Regions from separate parts of the Mus musculus genome. Here regions 1 and 2 are each linked to region 3. Evidence: chromatin contacts called from public Hi-C data. All regions are on one chromosome and are shown on one strand. Each heading gives the region's core, a stretch centred on a gene start, on an enhancer-like site or on the middle of the called end of the contact. The rest is flanking DNA. Distances are from core to core; before and after follow the strand shown.

What was found. A called contact is a pair of places that touch in the nucleus more often than the background predicts.
Region 1: a Hi-C map of cortical neurons shows a contact between it and region 3, with 2.9 times the contacts expected there. The contact joins two enhancer-like sites. A contact is called at or near these places in 2 of 484 Hi-C or Micro-C datasets (cerebral cortex and cortical neurons).
Region 2: a contact with region 3 is called in a Hi-C map of cortical neurons, with 2.7 times the contacts expected there. The contact joins two enhancer-like sites. A contact is called at or near these places in 1 of 39 promoter capture datasets (hippocampal neurons), 37 of 484 Hi-C or Micro-C datasets (the HPC-7 cell line, LSK cells, the STO cell line and 24 more) and 4 of 115 datasets of contacts at active chromatin or transcription factors (PVALB interneurons, astrocytes, embryonic basal ganglia and 1 more).

The regions. Positions count from the first base shown.
Region 1 is chr4:80,202,860-80,206,054 of GRCm38.p6, forward strand. No RefSeq gene overlaps it. Among named protein-coding and RNA genes, the nearest start is that of Gm32658, 430 kb to the right of the region's middle. Within about 2 kb of position 1,347, at least 16 of the 459 cell types and tissues checked have an H3K27ac peak or open chromatin away from gene starts, as enhancers often do. A contact at or near this core is called in cortical neurons, where this site is marked.
Region 2 is chr4:80,515,869-80,518,952 of GRCm38.p6, forward strand. The region is part of intron 1 of Gm32658 (a long non-coding RNA gene); the gene reads right to left. Among named protein-coding and RNA genes, the nearest start is that of Gm32658, 110 kb to the right of the region's middle. Within about 2 kb of position 1,768, at least 26 of the 459 cell types and tissues checked have an H3K27ac peak or open chromatin away from gene starts, as enhancers often do. A contact at or near this core is called in cortical neurons and hippocampal neurons, where this site is marked.
Region 3 is chr4:77,645,939-77,649,288 of GRCm38.p6, forward strand. The region is part of intron 2 of Ptprd (protein tyrosine phosphatase, receptor type, D); the gene reads right to left. Among named protein-coding and RNA genes, the nearest start is that of Gm38646, 340 kb to the left of the region's middle. Within about 2 kb of position 1,728, at least 9 of the 459 cell types and tissues checked have an H3K27ac peak or open chromatin away from gene starts, as enhancers often do. A contact at or near this core is called in cortical neurons and hippocampal neurons, where this site is marked.

The DNA of each region.
Region 1 (3,195 bases), core at 97-2,596, 2.6 Mb after region 3:
TATCTGCCATATTCCCTGAAGACCAGTGTAACTTACCATTTCTGAAGATTTCTGTTGAAAATGTAGACTTGGATATTCTTTAAAATGTCTCTTATTATAGAGGTATTGTTCAGACTCATCTCATGGAAGGTAAATTGTCTTTGTATTGACACTGGTATGTAATAATACATAGGCATTAAATGATTCATACTGCTTACTGCAGTAAGTTTTAGACAGCAAAGTATATAGTAGAAGAACAGAGTGATGGCTCATCAGGAAGAAAAACTTGACAGTAAGGTTCATGGCCTGAGTTCTATTGCCAGAGTACACATGGTAGACAGAGAGAACCAACTCGTCTAAGTTGTTCCCTGACCATCACACTCATGCATATCGAAATACACACACCCAGACATAGACACAGACACACAGACACACACAAACACACACACCAAAGAGATAGTGGGTAATGAAAACATAAAATAAATATAAATGTGCTTTTTTTTGTAGGGGAAGGTTGAGATAAGGTTTTTCTGTGTATCCCTGGTTGTCCTAGAACTCGTTCTACAGATCAGGCTAGCTTTAAACTCAGCCACCTAGCTCCCTCTGCCTCCAGAGTGTTAAGATTAAAGGCAAGTAGCACCACTGCCTGGCTATAATTATTTTTTGAAACAATATATAAGGACTGTATTTAATAATAAAGTAGGTTTTCATGAAGAGCCTAAATTCACCATTTATAATAGTTGGTCTGTATATCCTTCAATAGTTTAATTCAACAGTGTCCTCATTAGTGTAAAAATAATATATGCTACACAGTACTATATTACTATTCTTAAAGTAAGCATATAGCATAAAGTATGTACCTTAAAATTCATTTGTATTGCTCAATATTTTTCATGCTCATCATTCCAAGAATATAAAAATCAACACTTACATTTCAGTCTAATTTCCTGTTTCTTAAAGTTTTTAAAAATTGTTTTGATATGCAAGGGCATAGAAGACTCTATTAAATGAGAAAATCTATGAAGCATCATTTTTTTTTTTTGCAAAGATATGAAGGTCATGGTTTTTCTATTAACAGGCATTCAGAGGAAAGAGCTTAAATCTGCTGAAAAACGGAAAGAGCTCCACTGATTTCCCCTCTGCTTTGAGTTCAGAGGCAGGCAGGCCGGTAATGCAGAAGCATGAACACCACAGGGCTGGTTTGGCAGGCGAGCCGTTGCTATTTCTGAACCATATATGTTTCTTTCTGTTTTTCACATGCCAGAGGCTCTGCTCATTGCCAACCTTTCTCCTTTGTCAAGCTCTGTAGGAAACTGCTGTAGCCCATGCTCAAAGGCAGCCAATAAGAGGGCGCGATGCTGCCACTGCCTTCACATCTCTACTGGAGAAAAAGGAAAATAGCTGCAGGATGTCAGGCCAGCCTTAAAATGTTATGTGATGTTATTGCAAAGAGTCAGAATTCAGCCTCTAAAATATCGTCCTTGATATGGTAACTGTAAGAGAAAGCAGTGTGTCATTGAAGAAAGATAGTAGTCCATTCTTGTTTTTGAAATCCTTTTATACATTTCCTGAAAGGTAATGTCATGAGATCTTTTGGCAGGGATTTTTTTTTCTATGTGTAATTTCCTACCAACCGTCCTTTCCTAAGAAAGAAGAGCAGATGGGTTTCTATTAAAAAAAAAATTAGTCTGAGACGTATCTATTTTTACTGTTCTGCTTAGGAAAGCTTGAAAGCAACAGAAACTCCAGGAAATCATTAGCGCATTTCTGTGAAGAATGTTAGTGTTCATGAGCCAAACCTCATGAAGGCATTATGCGGAAGCGTCAGGGTTCTCTACTTCTACTCTTTTCTCCCATATTGGAGGAACACACTTCTATGATGTAACTGCTGTAAAAACCACTCTATAGTAGTATATAGGGAAATCTTCAACAATAAAGCATTCCAAACTCTGAAAATGTTATAATAATTTAAATTATCTTAACATACATTAGCATATATATATATGAGTAAAATGTATTTTAAGACATGATAGTGTAGAGTCCTTTGAGCTGTCAATTTCATCAAATATTTATCATTTCTCTATTAAAAGTTTTAAAACCTCTTTGAACATTTTATGGAAACACATGTGCACAGTCGTCCATTCACATTGTCTGAATTGATAAATTTTGGTATGTATATGTAAAACTACGCTATAGTTTCTTACAAGGAAATTGAACTTAACAATTTAATTGTATTTTTATTTCTTTTTGTTTGCTTGTTTTTGTTTTTTGTTTTTTTGTTTTTGTTTTTTTTGGTTTGCTTTGCTTTGTTTTGTTTTTCAAGACAGGGTTTCTCTGTATAGCCCGGGCTGTCCTGGAACTCACTTTGTAGACCAGGCTGGCCTCAAACTCAGAAATTTGCCTGCTTCTGCCTCCCAAGTGCTGGGATTAAAGGTGTGCATCACCATGCCCAGCTGTCTTTTTATTTCTTAAAAGAATTCCTGAGCCAGTATGCCATTTGGTATTCCATTTGTCTTCTTCCACTGCTGAAGGCATTAGTTGCCATCTAGGTTGAAGCTAGAATCACCTATGCTCGGTTATGCTATCACAGATTGGGATTTGAGTTGTCTTCACCACACCACACTGAGCTTATCTTCCTTACACTACATGGGCGCTGATGTCATCCCATGTCCTCAAAATCCAGGAAGACAATGTTCTGTTAGTCAGTATCATTCACAATAAGTCTTGTTCAGGGAATAGTCATTAGGCATCATATTAATAAAAAGAAAAGGGTGGAATGAGGATTGGAATCTAAATATTCTTTTCTGTGACTACTCCAATGAAATTTTCCTAGAAAATCCTCTGCTCTCAGGATGAATATTTCTTGATACAAGTTGATTTAGTCTTGAATATTGAGGCAGAAAAGTTTGGGTTAGAGTGCTGACAGATAGTAAAGTCCTGTTATGATTCTAGTGTTTTGTTATAAGTCTATATACAAAACCACAGAAACAAAATTGAGTGGCAGTATCATTTATTAATAAAAATTAAATATGATGAATAATATTCTAATCATACTTTAACCAGATGGCATTTTTGAAGATGCTCAATTTAAACATACATTCTTGAACTGCATAGAACTGAGGAAACAAATAGACACTCAAAAATAAAATAGGAAAAAAATGTGGTGCATTTACATACGAACTTCAACTGTAATCTTAATAAACTGGAATAGTTGGC
Region 2 (3,084 bases), core at 518-3,017, 2.9 Mb after region 3:
CTAGCAGAATACTGACTTCAGGCAGCTAAAATGGGGGTCTTAAAGTCCATACCCATAGCGACACACCTACTCCAACAAGGCCATACCTCCTAATAGTGCCATTCTCTCTTCTCTGGTACCTTATCACACAAAACCACATAACAAGCCCCCACCACCTGGAAAACCTGTGCTGACAGAGGCCTTTAAGCTCAGTGAATGACTTGGGGACTGACCTCAGCAAAGACCTCTTGTTTTGACACTTGTAAACAATGCTCAAAGCTCCCTCTCTGCTCTAATGTTTCTCTAATCTTGATAAATTTTCAACAAGCCTTTTGAAAATTTTAAGCTTAATTCTGCTGAAATGAATCAGAGGAGAGCTGCCAAGAAAGAAGCCCTTACAAAAGAAAACATTTTTGGGTGGCTTATGTGGGATTATTTGCAAAGACTGTATAGATTCCTCTGGAAAGGACAGGATCAAAATTCTGCAGCAGCCTGGGGTGCTAAGCCCATTATGGCATTCTTTGTGCTACTATTAGCATAACAGAGTCAATCAATGCGCTTTGGTCAATAACCCTCTGGACTATTAAGAGGGGAAAATGTTAGTTTCAAAATGAAATATCATGAACTAGATAAGGTGCTCATTATATTTCGAGGAGCAATTTGCATATTAGCACTGGGGATAGATAGGGTTTTTAAAACCCTCTTCACTCTTCTCGTCAACTTAATTATAAAGGACATAATCATTGCCTCTTTTCTGTAAATCACATTTAGTAATTTCACGTTTTTCCCCTCATCACTTTCTACCAAAGGACAGAGATAAATAATAAAAAAAAAAAATTAAAGTCAGCAAAGGATATTCCCAATTAAAAAAAAAATGTCAGTTTTTCAGAGATACACAAGGCAATGAGGACAATGTCTTACAAAACTCAGTAAAATCTTAAAGATCATTAATAAACTAAAAGTCTCAGAAAAAATAGATCTTCTTAGAACTAGGTTCAAGGCCAGCAAGCAAAAATCCAGTACAAATAAAGTCACAGGAAAGAAAACAAATTCACAACTGCCCTTTCTCTCACAAGTAATCTGTTCACAGGAAGAGGAAGGGGGCTGGGCAAAGCAGCCCCAATTGCTGCTCTTGTAATCAGAGTCTAATTTTATGCCATTATCCGTTTGAAGGTTTAAGTGGAATAAAGAGACACTGATCTGGGAATGCAAGAATGAAGCAGAACAAGCGAGATTGTAAGAGGAAAAACTCAGGTGTCCCTGAGGCTCCACAGATAATTCATTTGCACACAGTTTTCTGTGATGATGGATAAACGTAATTCTTAGTTTCTTATGGTGCCCCGCCCCTCAAGAGTATAAAACAGAACGATGAAATCCGGACTAAGATTGATTTTTAAAATTAAAGCGATTTTTAAACGAATTGAATTTCTACATGATTAGACACAGGTGGTTGTGGGCTTTCCTCAATCATTCCTACAATAATCAATATTCACCAACAATACTTTCCAGTGAATGTTTGTGTGTATGAAAGGGGGCGAGGCCTCTTAAAGAACAGATGAAAGTTTTCTATTAGATTTTACATGAAAGAACACATATGTGACCTTTAATCTTTTGAGCAAAATCTTCCTGAAAAGTGGCTAAAATTTTAAACAGGACCGATCAAAGCAAAATTTAAAATGTACGAGCGCCATCTGGTGTCAGCAATAAAAATACCCTGAAGGCGTCAGACCAATGTCCCTTTGAGATCTCAGCACAGTGCAGCAAGGGATTATGGTAGAATGAGGTCGACGTTCTTGAAATAGAATCCCCTCCATGGCTCAGACGAATATGTGACTATTTACCGTTTGCACTGGGGTTCAGTGAACCTACCATGGAGGCTGGCTGAGACAGTGAGCTTACCATGTCATTTGCTCTTGAGTACTTCTCACCCTAAACCTGTGTGCTTCAACTCAGGGATTCACATGAGTGCCTCAGTTTTCCTACTCTCTCTAAGTGAACCTTCTTGAATCAGGAAAAGCACTCCTCTGCTTTTAGAAGCAATGTCTGTACAAAAATACAGCAGAAGCAGATGGGGAGCACATTTTTAAAGAAGAAACTTGAGGCTTATAATGCTAATGTGCCAAGATGAAATTAGCAATATATTATAAAGAGCTATCTAAGCAGTGGTAGTTAAGTGAAATTTGTGCACTCGTCTATTAATAGAGCCTGAAAAACACTGCATTGCATCTCCTGATCAGCAACCGCCTTTCCCAACAACTACTGGGCAAGTCAGTGGCTCAGCCTAGCCCTAGGATATTTTGCTACCTAGGTTGCTGATCGTTACGAAGACCAGTAAAGAAGTCCAGCAATGACATCACTGTAGGTCAAAAGGTTTCAAACTTGAGGTCTAGCCAAGTTGTTTTAATGACTCCTAAAACAGCATTACATTTATTTCTGGAAGAAAGGCTCAATGCAACATTTCAGCCATACTCCTTCTGTTCAGGCAGATAAATAAAATGCAGCATACAATGTAGCCATAAAAAAAATAGGGAAAGCAAATAACCCTTTACTGTTCAATAGAATGATTTTGTGTAGAAAATGCTGTGTCTCTTTAGTTTTTTTTTAAATTAGGCTTTTATTGAAAAACCATAAACATTCAAACAGTAAAAACTTTTGTCTTTGTAATAGCATCTTTTAAGCATATAACAGGTAACTGATATCATCGCTTTCAAATAAAATTGTTCACAAGATTTCAGTCAGCTGTTGGCATCTAATTTTCAAGCAATGGTGAGAAATTACATGCTCTTTCCTCCTTTGTCCCCAAGCAATTATCCCTACCAGAGGAACAAGACAAAAGATTCTGAGGCACCAGGCACTTAGCTTTATTGAATCCCAGGAGAGAACCAAGTGTGGCAGAGGAAGGGACTGACTGGAACCAGATGTCTTAACACCTTAACAACACAGTTTTCTGTAGCAATGGCTGGCTTGGTACAGAAGGAGCAGGGATTCAGGTGGAATGTGCTGTAATAAAATCCTTTATTCAGAAACATTCAGGAGAATGGCACTATTCACACCAACTCATGAATTTTCCAGAGTTGCTCTTGGCTGATGTTCCTCTTGCCTTAC
Region 3 (3,350 bases), core at 478-2,977:
ATAAAGGCTGAGTATTTGTTGACTATAAACTAAAAATTGAGTGTGGCTAGCTAAGGAAGCAATTACAGTGTCTGCAGATGAGAACAAAATGGAGGGACACCCCTGTGTAAGTCACTGTGCTGTAAGTACAGAGGATTGCATTGGGGAACTTAGTTACATTCCCACATCATTAACCTGTTTATTTGGTTCTGAGAGCCAGATATAACATCTGAGTGCCCACAGGCAATTCTGTTCTCTTTACTTAACCACAGCCCACCACCTTCACCAGATTCCTCCTGAGCTCGTAATTATTAAAAGCAAGGTCACATGAACTAAGACAGTGGCAATGTCTAGCACGGAAATGTTATCTCTTTACCACCACCCCATATCCTAATAACTGCATGCTTTCTCAGCAGAACTGCCAACCTATCTTCATTTCGGATGGTTCCCATCACAGTCAGGTAGAGTTCCCAGTTTCCAAGTGAAGCATTAGCTGCCTGCAAGCTGTGTATTATCTCTACACTTAAATCTCGCCTTCTATTCGTTGATACAAAGAACATAAAAGCTTTCCTGTGAGGGAGACCATTGACATATATATTTTTTTCGACTGTATTTTCTACTAAGTTGCTGTGTTCTGGCTTTTGACCTTTGTTTTACATTCCTTTTAGCCTCAGCCCTCTTGTTCTTTGAGCTGTTTATTTTGAATTTCTGGTCTTTCTTCTTATGCTCTTACAATTTTCATGCTCCTAGCCAAAAAGAACTCTTGATCCTGCAGTCTCTGACAGGTCGAGTCAGTGTTCTGCTCCTTGCTAGTTAGCAACATTAGATATAAAGATGTTTCGGCTATCTTCTCATGCCACCTTGACCTGTGGGTCCAGCCTTCTCTTTAGGCAAGATGCACTTGGTCCACCTTTATTCTTGCTTGTCTCTTCATTGATTCTGCTTTGTTTCCATTTTAATTTCATAGGTCAAGTCTAGTATTGGTTCCCAACTGATATGCATCATCTTCTTCATTAATCCTCACCATTAAATATCACTGAAAGCATGTGGAAAAAATTTTCAATAGGAGGGCAGGAATTAGACCATCAAAATTTATATTGGCAAGGAAGGAGTTTCTGAAAATCTTCATTTCATGTATGCAACTCTCTTATACCTCAGATCTTTGTACTTAGGGGCAAAAGAGCCTACATTAATTGTCACATCTCCTGCAAGTAAGTTCTGTTTCCAAGAGTTCCTTTCACTTAAAGGCCAACAGATTACATTAAAGGAAACCTCTTCAACCTGATTTTTAATGGGAATCAATATAAGTAAAGAACAACAAAGAACCAGCAATTTGATGGAGAGATGATCAGCTGGGATAGTTTTGAGTGATCACAGAGATGTTCCATGAGTTTAAAGGGCAGCTGTGGGCTCTGACCATGGACAGCATACGCAAGAACAAGTCTGAGAACAAGTTTGAAGAACATATAAAAGTAGCATGGTAGACATAAGAAAAGTAAAGATCTGTAGAGAAAGTGGTGATGTCATTGGCAAGCACAGAGTCACATCACACTACTCCCCCAGGTGTGTGGGGAGCACCATGGAACAGAGGCCTGGGAGGCCTCTGTGCAATCACCTAGTATGGCCTCCTCCTTTTTCCTGGGTTTTAAGAATACATCATGTTTTTCCTGCCTCCTGTACCCCATACTTAGAAAGTTTGGCTCTGCATGTTCAACACTTTCAGAAATAGTTGCTGCCTTAGAACAGTCTGAACTGGATTAAAAGAAGACTGCTTCCCTGGGGGAAGAGGAATGACAAAAGCAAAGTTGCTGCCCTACATGGGAGCTCAGCGCATGCTTCGCATCTGCTCTGCTTTCCACATTTAGTCGGGCTCTTCCCTTTTGTAATATGCCAGATGACGTAATGCTGCAGAAACTTCAGGGTCAATGCTAACATTTTTATAAGAAAAACATTTTAAAGTGAAGAACTAGCAACTTTACAGTGTTCTGGGGCCACTCTGTGTTTTCACAGTAAGTCTGTAGCTCTAGAGAGATCCCCAAGATACTATTAATAAGGTGGGGAGAACCTACATCATGTACGGTAGATTTTATATAAAGTCTCTTTATCCCTCCCCCCCTCTCTCTCCCCTCTGGTGTGTGTGTGTGTGTGTGTGTGTGTGTGTGTGTGTGTGTGTGTGTGTGTGTATGTGTGAATATGTCTAGTATTGCTACTTGTAAACACTCTAGCAACAACTTCATACTTTAGGGCGGGGGCTTTTACAGCAAGCCTGTGTATTTACTTAAAGTGGCACAATATTTACACTTAAGGATCCCTCTGGAGTGAAGCAGTTAGTCACGCTTCATCTGCTTGTGCATGACTTTTCTCAAAGGCAGTCCTTTCTTTTGGCACTAACACAGTTAGATTGTAGCCCCCATGACAACACATCTTCTGTGCTTATTGGCTTTTTTAATATACTATAACTGCAAGGAATTGACCCATTATATCTTAAGAAATGTATCTCTTGCAAAGGCCCAGAGAAAGTTTGAGAAGATTGTAGCATGAGCTGGTGCCCTCTGAAGGAGGGTAAAGGTTGGAAGAGAAGCAAATTATGCCACATCTGAGAACACTGGAAAGTTTGGGAACATTAAAGATCCATATGATCTGAAGGAAAAAAAAAAAACACGGTGCCATCATACTATAAAATCTAAGTGTCATTATACAGTAAACCAAGCAAGAAGCAAATGTTCTAGTAACTAATGTTCTAAATAAGGAAATAATAGAATGGTGATGTAAGAAAACACAACAAAATAAATTAACACCAAAGAAGCCTCTTACTGTATATTCTTGACAGAATTTTGTTGTGCCTTTCATTTTAATGATATTAAAGCTTCCATAGTAGCGAAGCTAAAGCTTTGGGGCTCCACAAATAGTGAAATACGGAAGAAAGATACTCTATATAGGCCTTAATTAGAAAATCACAGAAAGTAAAATACTAATTTTGTATTTAAACTCTGTGTAAAAGAAATGTTCAGGCAATGCTTCTTTTTCATAATTATTAAAGCTTCCTAAGTCCATGTGAAATATATACTACTCCTTGCCAAGACACGTGTACCTCAGGCATAATAATTTTTAAAAAGTTGCTATGTTCTCACAGCAGATTTAACACCCACATAACACAGAAAAAACTCAGATGTCACTGTGTTCTGTGTACCTCACACACTACTTTCTATAAGCGTGGAATGAAATCATTGTTATTTTTAAGCAATGAGTTCATTTGCTATGATAGGGAAGAACAAGAGAGGAATTTCCACAGAAGTGTGTTTTGTTGAGAGATTCTTGGATATAATTTGGCAATGATTGTTCTCTATTACTTCCTTGAAAGTATTAAAACT